Linked DNA regions of Sus scrofa: region 1 is linked to region 2. A link is a contact called in public promoter capture Hi-C data. All regions are on one chromosome and are shown on one strand. Each heading gives the region's core, a stretch centred on a gene start, on an enhancer-like site or on the middle of the called end of the contact. The rest is flanking DNA. Distances are from core to core; before and after follow the strand shown.

Region 1 (4,046 bases), core at 1,171-3,670, 1.4 Mb before region 2:
CAGGGCCCTTTCCCAACCTTTCTGATACCCTCTTCCTTCTGGGTTCATCATGGAAAGTGAGGTGGGAGGACAGGGATTGAGCCAGATCGGAAACCATGTACCAGACCCTAAATCTTTGGGTTTTGAAGCAAAAGACCTTTCCTTTAGCCTCCCCTCAGTCTCAAAAGGCTGACTCAAGGAGTTCCTGTTGTGGCTCAGTGGTTAACGAATCTGACTAGGAACCATGAGGTTGCAGGTTCGATCCCTGTCCTCGCTCTGTGGGTTAAGGAGCCGGTGTTGCCGTGAGCTGTGGTGTAGGTCGCAGACGCAGCTCGGATCTGGCATTGCTGTGGCTCTGGCATAGGCTGGCAGCTACAGCTCTGATTAGACGCCTAGCCTGGGAACCTCCATAAGCCACGGGTGCAGCCCTAGAAAAGGCAAAAAAAAAAAGACAAAAAAAAAAAAAAAAAAGGCTGACTCAAGAGTTAACGATTGGGAAATAAAACCAGTTAAAACAGTCTCCATTATGTTATGTCCTACCTTGGCCCACTAACTTCTTACTAATATTTACTTTCTATTATTTATATATTTCTTTTTCTTTTTTTTTTTTTTTAAGGGCCAAACCCACAGCATATGGAAGTTCCCAGGCTAGGGGTTGAATCAGGGCTGTGGCTGTTGGCCACAGCCACAGCCACGCCAGACCTGAGCTGCGTCTGCAACTTACACCACAGCTCATGGCAATGCTGGATCCTTAACCCAGTGAGCGAGGCCAGGGATCGAACCTGAGTCCTCACGGATACTGGCCGGGTTACCACTGAGCCATGACGGGAACTCCTAATACTTTCTAATTATCTTGCACCTAGTGTCCGGTTTTTCACAAATGATCTCTTCCTTGCTAACTGCTTTCTTTTACTCACGGTTACTTTCTAGAGTTATATTGCGCCTAGTGTTTTCTCTTCTAATTCAAGCACTAACACCCCTTCCCTGTAAGCAATCTTCAGTCCACAGAGGTCAAGGAATGATAAGCACGAAGACAACCAGAAACCATCACGGGACCCGCTGATGCCGGCCTTGATGACACTGAAATGATCTATGGGTGCGAGTAACAAGGACCCCTCAATCAATAACCCTGACTCCCGAGCTAAACCTGTAAAACTCCTTGATATCCCCTCTCCAGGCAGGGCATGGTTTTGTGGCATCAGCCTGCTGTGTCCTCCTTTGCGTGGCAAAGCAATAAAGCTCTTTGTTCCCTTCCTTAAAACTGTCTCCGAGGACTTAATTGGGACTTAAATCCGAGGCCACATTTTCAGCCACAGACCCGCGGCCTTGTCCCTGCCCTCTCAACACGCAAACCCTGTCCCTCCTGCGTCTCTGCCTCACTCCCTCCTCTCCATCTCCAGAGCCTACGGCAGGCTCTGGTCTCACCATTATTCCAACCTCCTTCTTTCCCTCCAGGAAAGGCCAAGCTTCTCACGCCCGGGCGCTAGAGGGCCCTGTGCCTTCATGATGGCCCCGTGGGGGAATGCTGAGGGTAGTTACAGAAAATTCGAGGCACCCTACTTTTATAGGGAACCCCAAGAGCGTTCTTGGGGGACCCTGAGGGATCACGGGAGTCTTATGGAAGTCCTGAAGAATACGGAGGGGTCGCGGGAGCCCCATGGGGTTATTCTGAGGGGCTGAAGGTTATTACAGAAAGTTCTGATGTATTCTGGGGTTCTGAGAACTCCCGAGACTATAGGAACCCCACGAGTATTGAGGTGACCCTGAGGAATCACGGCGGCTCCGCGGAGGTTTTGGAGGTCTCTGGTTGATCAAGGGAGCCCCTCCAGGAATTCCGGGGAAACTCGGGAGCCATAGGATGTTCTGAGGAATCAACGGTAAGTCTACACGTGGGTTCTGAGTCCTCGGAAGATCACGGGAGCCCCCCAGGGAATCGCGGGAGGTTATGAGGGGGCCTTGATGAATCACAGGACCCCCTCGGGGGATTCTCGGAAGCACCCTCGGCGAAGCACCACCGTGAATTCTGGACCATGTAACGGGACAGCCACTGGGCCTCATGAGAAGAGACTATCGGGCTGAGGCAGCAACTCTAAGAAGCTCAACAAACCATCCTCCAGGGGTGGGTCCTAAGGAGTGGCGGGAATCGCGGGAGCTGAGAGGGGCGGAGTTACTGAGCTGCCGCGGTGGATCGTGGGAGTCCGCGCGCAAAACTCGGCTCCGAAGACTGGGGAGGGGGATGGGCAGCGCGGGCCGGGCGAGCCCTCACCAGTGCGCATGCGTGGCTCTCCGGCACGGGTCCGTACTCCAGCGTGGTGAAGATCTCGCTGGCGCGGGATCCTGTACACGTCTCGGCCATCGCGCTCCCCCGCCGCTTTCCACCGACTGCAGGGCGCTCTGCCGGAGGAAACCTCGAGGTCCGAAGGGTAGCACCGCCCCCTCCTACCCAAAGGGCGGGGCTATGGGAGATAGAGCGTAACCCCGCCCAGGACCTGGTGACCCCGCCCATGGGTCTGCGCACGGAAGTGTAGTTTGGATCATGCGCAGTCCTCAGAGCGGGGCGAATGGGGAACGAAAGTGTGAGTGACTTCAAATAGTTGTGAGAGCTCCAGCGTCTCGCTATCCTGTTTGTGTTGGATACCGGAATTGCAGTTTTTAGTCCTAAATACATTTTATCGAGAATAGAATCTAGTTCTGGAACGAGGTGGTTGTTCAGAGGTCAAAAGAGAGTCTTAGGATGGACACTGAAATTAATGTTTTTTTTTTTTTTTTTTTGTCTTTTTGCTATTTCTTGGGCCGCGCCCGCGGCATATGGAGGTTCCCAGGCTAGGGGTCAATCGGAGCTGTAGCCACCGGCCTACACCAGAGCCACAGCAACGCGGGATCCAAGCCGCGTCTGCAACCTACACCACAGCTCACGGCAACGCCGGATCCTTAACCCACTGAACAAGGCCAGGGATCAAACCCGCAACCTCATGGTTCCTAGTCGGATTCCTTAACCACTGCGCCACGACGGGAACTCCATGAAATTAATGTTCTTAAAGTGTGACAGATTTGCCCAGCTACTGGCCGGAGTCGGCTATCCGGAAGGAGCCGGAAGCGTGGCTTGAATCCCGCAGGAAGTGTGGCATTTAGTGACTATCAGGACTTTGTATTGATTGGTTGAGATGAGAGGCGTGGCTTCAGCCTTGGACTAGATTGGTCTGTGATTGGTAACGGAATACAGTTGCAGGATTGATGAAGCGTTGGGGTAGTGTGACTTACTCAAGTTCCTGATTACGCAGGGATCAAAAGAGTGGCTGTAGTTTGCACCTTTGGCACGCAGGACTTAGCATCTAGAGACACTGGCTCTTAAGAGATTTGACGACAGTATCTGGTCTGAGTGAAAGTGTCTCGGGCCAGATTCTCAGGTTTTCATACAGAATAGTGGGTGTCGCGATTTGGTTAAGGGCCCAGGAACTAGTCTCAGAGTTCAGATCCCGCCGATGGTTCCCCCACGCCGGGGTTGCTGAGGACGCCAAGGTCTCTCCCCCAGGGCCATGGCCGACTCGACGTTGCTGGTGCCGGAGCTAAACGAAGCAGAGACGATGGGCACGGAGACGACGCCTTTCGAGGAGCTGCTGCTGCAGGTGCGATTGAACGCACTCCTGGGTCCCTGGGGATTCGGGGAATACATATGTGTGTGTGTGTGTGTGTGTGTCCGTCCGTGCGGGAATTGTAGTTGTTTACCTTCAAGTTTGCTAGTCTCTGGAAGACATGGGAGCAAAATTGGGCTTGTTCTTCAGATTCCTCAAGGTAGGAAGGGGCCATAGTATGTCTTATGCCCTGCCTGGCTAGTATTCATAAAAATTGCTCAGTAAACATTTGCGAAACGAATGAGGGGGTTCTGATAGCACAAAGGCCAAACTTGAAAATTGCTTTCCTTCACACAGGCCTCCAAGGAGCTCCAGCAAGCCCAAACAAGCCGACCAGAATCTACACAGATACAACCTCAACCTGGTGAGAAAGACAGAAACGTAAAGAGAAAGAGATAGTGTCCCAGAGAGAGGTGGACCCTGACTGGGGGGCAG
Region 2 (4,180 bases), core at 443-2,942:
ACACACACAGTCTATATATACACCTTTCTCACAACCCAAAGAAGGTGCTATTAACATTATCTGAGCCAGAGAGCGTTTCATTAAGTGGTAAGCGGCAGATGACCAATTCCAATCTGAGGATTCAGGCTTCATTTTCCTATCTCCAATTTTCAGTGTAATTCTCCATTTTTCAATCTGACACTGTCTTCTTGGTTCTACTTGCTCTCTGCATCCTCAGAATTAATCTCTTCATTCGTCTGGCTGTATCTCCCGTTTCCCACCTATCTTCCTCCATGCTCATCTCTTGCTTTCTTTCCCAGATCCCTCAGCTGCCTCTTTTCAATCCCTCTGTCAGCTCTTGCCAGGTTCTCCCTATTTCACCGGCTCCATCTTTCTATTACCCAGTGGCCTCTCCTGATTCGTCTCTATTTCCTTCATTAACCTGTCATCCTATTGGGTCTATTTCCTTTTTTTTTTTTTTTTTTGGTCTTTTTAGAGCCGCGCCCTCGGCATATGGAAGTTCCCAGGCTAGGGGTCAAGTCACAGCTGCAGCTGCTGGCCTACACCACAGCCACAGCAACTCCAGATCCTTAACCCACTGAACGAGGCCAGAGACTGCACCCACATCCTCATGGGCACTAGTGGGGTTCGTTACCGCTGAGTCACTACAGAAATTCCCCTCTATTTCTTTTGGTCTTTTTTTTTTTTTTTTCTTTTTGCCTTTTCTAGGGCCGCTTCCCGCGGCATATGGAGGCTCCTAGGCTAGGGGTCTAATCGGAGCTGTAGTCCCCGGCCTACGCCACAGCCACAACAGATCCAAGCCGCGTTTATGACCTACGCCACAGCTCACGGCAATGCCAGATCCTTAACCCACTGAGCGAGGCCAGGGATAGAACCCCACGACCTCATGGCTCCTAGTCGTATTCCTTAACCAGAGACACGACGGGAACTCCTCTCGCAGTCCCTGTGAACCTCTCTCGTTGGGACCCACCAGCCTCTTGCTCTGGACCTCGCTAGTTTTCAGCTCTCAACCTTCCTGGCTTTGGCTCCCTCAATGCGTCGAAGATTCTTTTCGTGCCTCTACTGTAGCGGGAGGGGGCCGTGCCCTCCCAGATCAAAGGGAAGAAGCCGTGCTGCACCGCCTCCATCTGACACGCATGCGTACTTCTATATCCCTGAGCGCAAGCGCATCTACAGTTGTCCGCCTAAAACTTAAGAGTATTCCTGATAAGAGGGACAAAGAAACTTAGACGTAGCGGAAAAACAAGCGGGGTATGTAAGGCAGCGCCGTTCGGGGCTCAGCCTCTGGATACTAATCCACCAAGCCAGTGCCTGCACGAATAAACGCTGCTTCCTGGTAAAAAGCCTTAGCGTCTCCTTTCCCAGGACTTAAGCCCCGCTCACACTACTCCTTTCAGCCTCCCCGACCCCCAGGGAACGCTCAGGCTCCATCTCGGTCCACTTCTCCCCGCCGTTCGGCCTCCTCGGGCACATGTCCTCATCTCGGGATTTCTCTCTACCCCTCCCATCGTTCCCAAGCTGTCCCGGGACGCAGCCCAACTCCCGGCGCCACCACCAACACCCAGCGCAGCCGCTCGACCGCTCACCTCACTAACCACAGCGATCTGCTCAACTTCCCGCCCACTGCCCTGCACGCGCCCGAAGCCGGTTCTGCGCCTGCGCACGCCACCCTCACAGCCCAGCCCCGCCCCGCCGCAGAGGGAGGACCCAGTGGGCAGCTTCCAGTAATCCGTCTGCGCCTGCGTCCGGCGCTCTCAGGCCCGGCCTCCCTTCCGGCGGAGCCTGGGAGGAAGCTGTAGCGTCTTGGGGCGGGGAAAGGCAGCACGGTGGTTTGCTTTGCCTTTCGCCTGAAGAGCCTCTTGCCCTCCCGGACCAGTCGGAGGTCCGGGTATTTAGCCCAGCTGGGAAGCTGGCTGGAGCCCAAACACTATTGAAACACTCCCATGAGTGTTTTCTTTATTATAGTTCGTAATTATTAGTGCGTAATTCTGTTAATGTACAATTCACCCTATGAAGTCACTAATAAGTGATACAACCTGACTATCCGGATTTCCGTCTTGGAGGTCCTAGTGATACCTGAAAGATAATACAGGAATCTGGCTTCTTGTTCATCCAGTTGAAGAATGAACTCCGCGAACACAAACGCAGCAAGCAAGCAAAGTGTTTATTAAAGGAAAGCAGATAGCTCCCAGGCTGCTGGGAGTGGGGGAGAAGAGCCCCCTTTCTCTGTTGTCCTATAGGGGTTTTTATCCCTTAAAGATGGGGGGGTACCAACCTGGGGTCCGGAAAGATGTCGCTTTCTCCCAGTGGCCTTGTTCAATTACCTATATCAGTCCCTGTCCAATAGGGCCTTAGGGGTGGAAATGTCCCATAAATGTCATTGTTTCTTTGACCTTTTCTTCCCGTAACCCGAGTCACAGGGGATTAGGGATTAAAATCCACCTGGGCGTAGGTACACTCCTTGTAGTAAACAAGGCCTGTGGGATGTTACTCCCTGGAGCCCTTAGGCCACAAATGTTAATCAAAGGCCATATCAAAGAATGCATGGAAGCCCAGGCTCCTACACTGACAACCTGAGTTAATATTCTCCCTCACTAGCTTGAGGTCATCTTTGCGTTTACTGGTTCCTCTACGGAGAATGTTCTCCCCAGGGACTATCATGGCTTGCAGCCCCACAGTTTTCAGCTTTCTGCTCAAATGTTACTTTCTGGGAGATGTCTTCTCTGACTATGCTACTTTTTTTTGGGGGGGTTCTTTGCTTTTTAGGGTTGCACCTGTGGCATATGGAGGTTCCCAGGCTAGGAGTCTGGTCGGAGCTGCAGCTACCCGCCTATACCACAGCCACAACAACGCGGGATCCAAGTCTGCGACCTCATGGTAATGTAGGATCCTTAACCCACTGAGCGAAGCCAGGGATCGAACCCAAAACCTCATGGTTCCTAGTCCGGATTCATTTCTGCTGAGCCACTATGGGAACTCCTGACTACACTACTTTAAATAGAATCACTCCTTAGCCCTTTCCTGCTTTGTTTCTCTCCATAAAGAATGCAGTTCTGCTTGACATCCTATTTCTTTTAATCTGTCTTTCCCACCAAAATGACTACAAACTTGGGGGGTTCGGGGAGTTCCCTGGTGGTATAGTGATTAAGGATTTTGCCTTGTCCCTGCTGTGGCTCGGCTTCATTCCCTGGCCGGGGAACTTCCAAATGCTGCTCACACACAGCACCCTGTCCCCCCCCCACATAAAAAACCTTCAAGGGTTCAAGGGCCTGCTGGCTTGTGCGTCTGGATGAAGGATGGGTGAGTAGTGGGGAAAGAGGTGGGGAAAAGGAGGGGCAGAAATCATACACACCAAAGCAAGAGCTTTGGTTTCTACTCTGAGTGAACTGGGACCCACGGGCGGAGTTCCATGGACTTTAGATTTTAACAGAGTCCTCTGGCTCCCAAGTAGGGAACGAATATGGGATTCGAGATGAGAAAAAGGGGACCGGGGAGGAGGCTGCTGCAATAGGTGAGAGCTGCAATAGGCAGCTGGGCCAGGATGATGGCAGAGAAGATGGATGTTTTAAGGCAGAACCTGCAGGGATTGGCTGACACATTGGGTTTGGCATATGAGAGAAAGAGAGGTGGCAAGGATGACCCCAAAGATCTTGGCGGGAGTGCCTGGAAATAGGGAGTTGCCATCAGTTGAGATGGCGAAGATGCAGGAGGAGGGCTAAGAGAGAGTCCAGAGTCCTGTCTTCAGCACTGTTGAGTTACCTTTTCATACATTGAATTGGGAGGTCGCATGTGAATTGCATGTAATTTTCAAACCTTTGAGAAACTCTTTGAACATAGGCCAATCCAGGTGTTGTAATCCAAAGAAAGGGAAGAAACTGACTAACCTTGGTTAAAATTTACAAAAGAGAAATACAACTTTTTAAAAAAGGAAAATGGGAGGAAGTAAACAACGAATACGAAATCAGGAAGAAAATAACAAACCACCCACATTAAGATTGAGTAACAAACTTGAAACTAGTTCTTGGAAAAACCATTAAGACCTAGATCTTTGCAAACTTGAGGAAAATGACATATCCAGGCTAAAAACAAGCAAAAACGAAAGAGCAACCTTAGAACGAAAAGGGGATGTTACAATAAACAAAAAGTAAGATTATTCATTTTAGATATTTTACTTAGGGTA

Evidence for each region. Promoter capture Hi-C pulls out the DNA fragments that hold promoters and counts their contacts.
Region 1: a promoter capture Hi-C map of liver shows a contact between it and region 2, with 10 times the contacts expected there. The contact joins the promoter of ALDH16A1 here to the promoter of DHX34 in region 2. A contact is called at or near these places in 1 of 5 promoter capture datasets (liver) and 1 of 47 Hi-C or Micro-C datasets (liver).

What each region holds. Positions count from the first base shown.
Region 1 is chr6:54,527,913-54,531,958 of Sscrofa11.1, reverse strand. It overlaps ALDH16A1 (aldehyde dehydrogenase family 16 member A1), which reads right to left and starts at 2,420. Exons shown (of 18, transcript XM_021094740.1): 1 at 2,246-2,420. The coding sequence starts at 2,335. It overlaps PIH1D1 (PIH1 domain containing 1), which reads left to right and starts at 3,202. Exons shown (of 9, transcript NM_001244978.1): 1 at 3,202-3,605; 2 at 3,909-3,975. The coding sequence starts at 3,516.
Region 2 is chr6:53,128,705-53,132,884 of Sscrofa11.1, reverse strand. It overlaps DHX34 (probable ATP-dependent RNA helicase DHX34), which reads right to left and starts at 1,692. Exons shown (of 18, transcript XM_003127246.5): 1 at 1,587-1,692.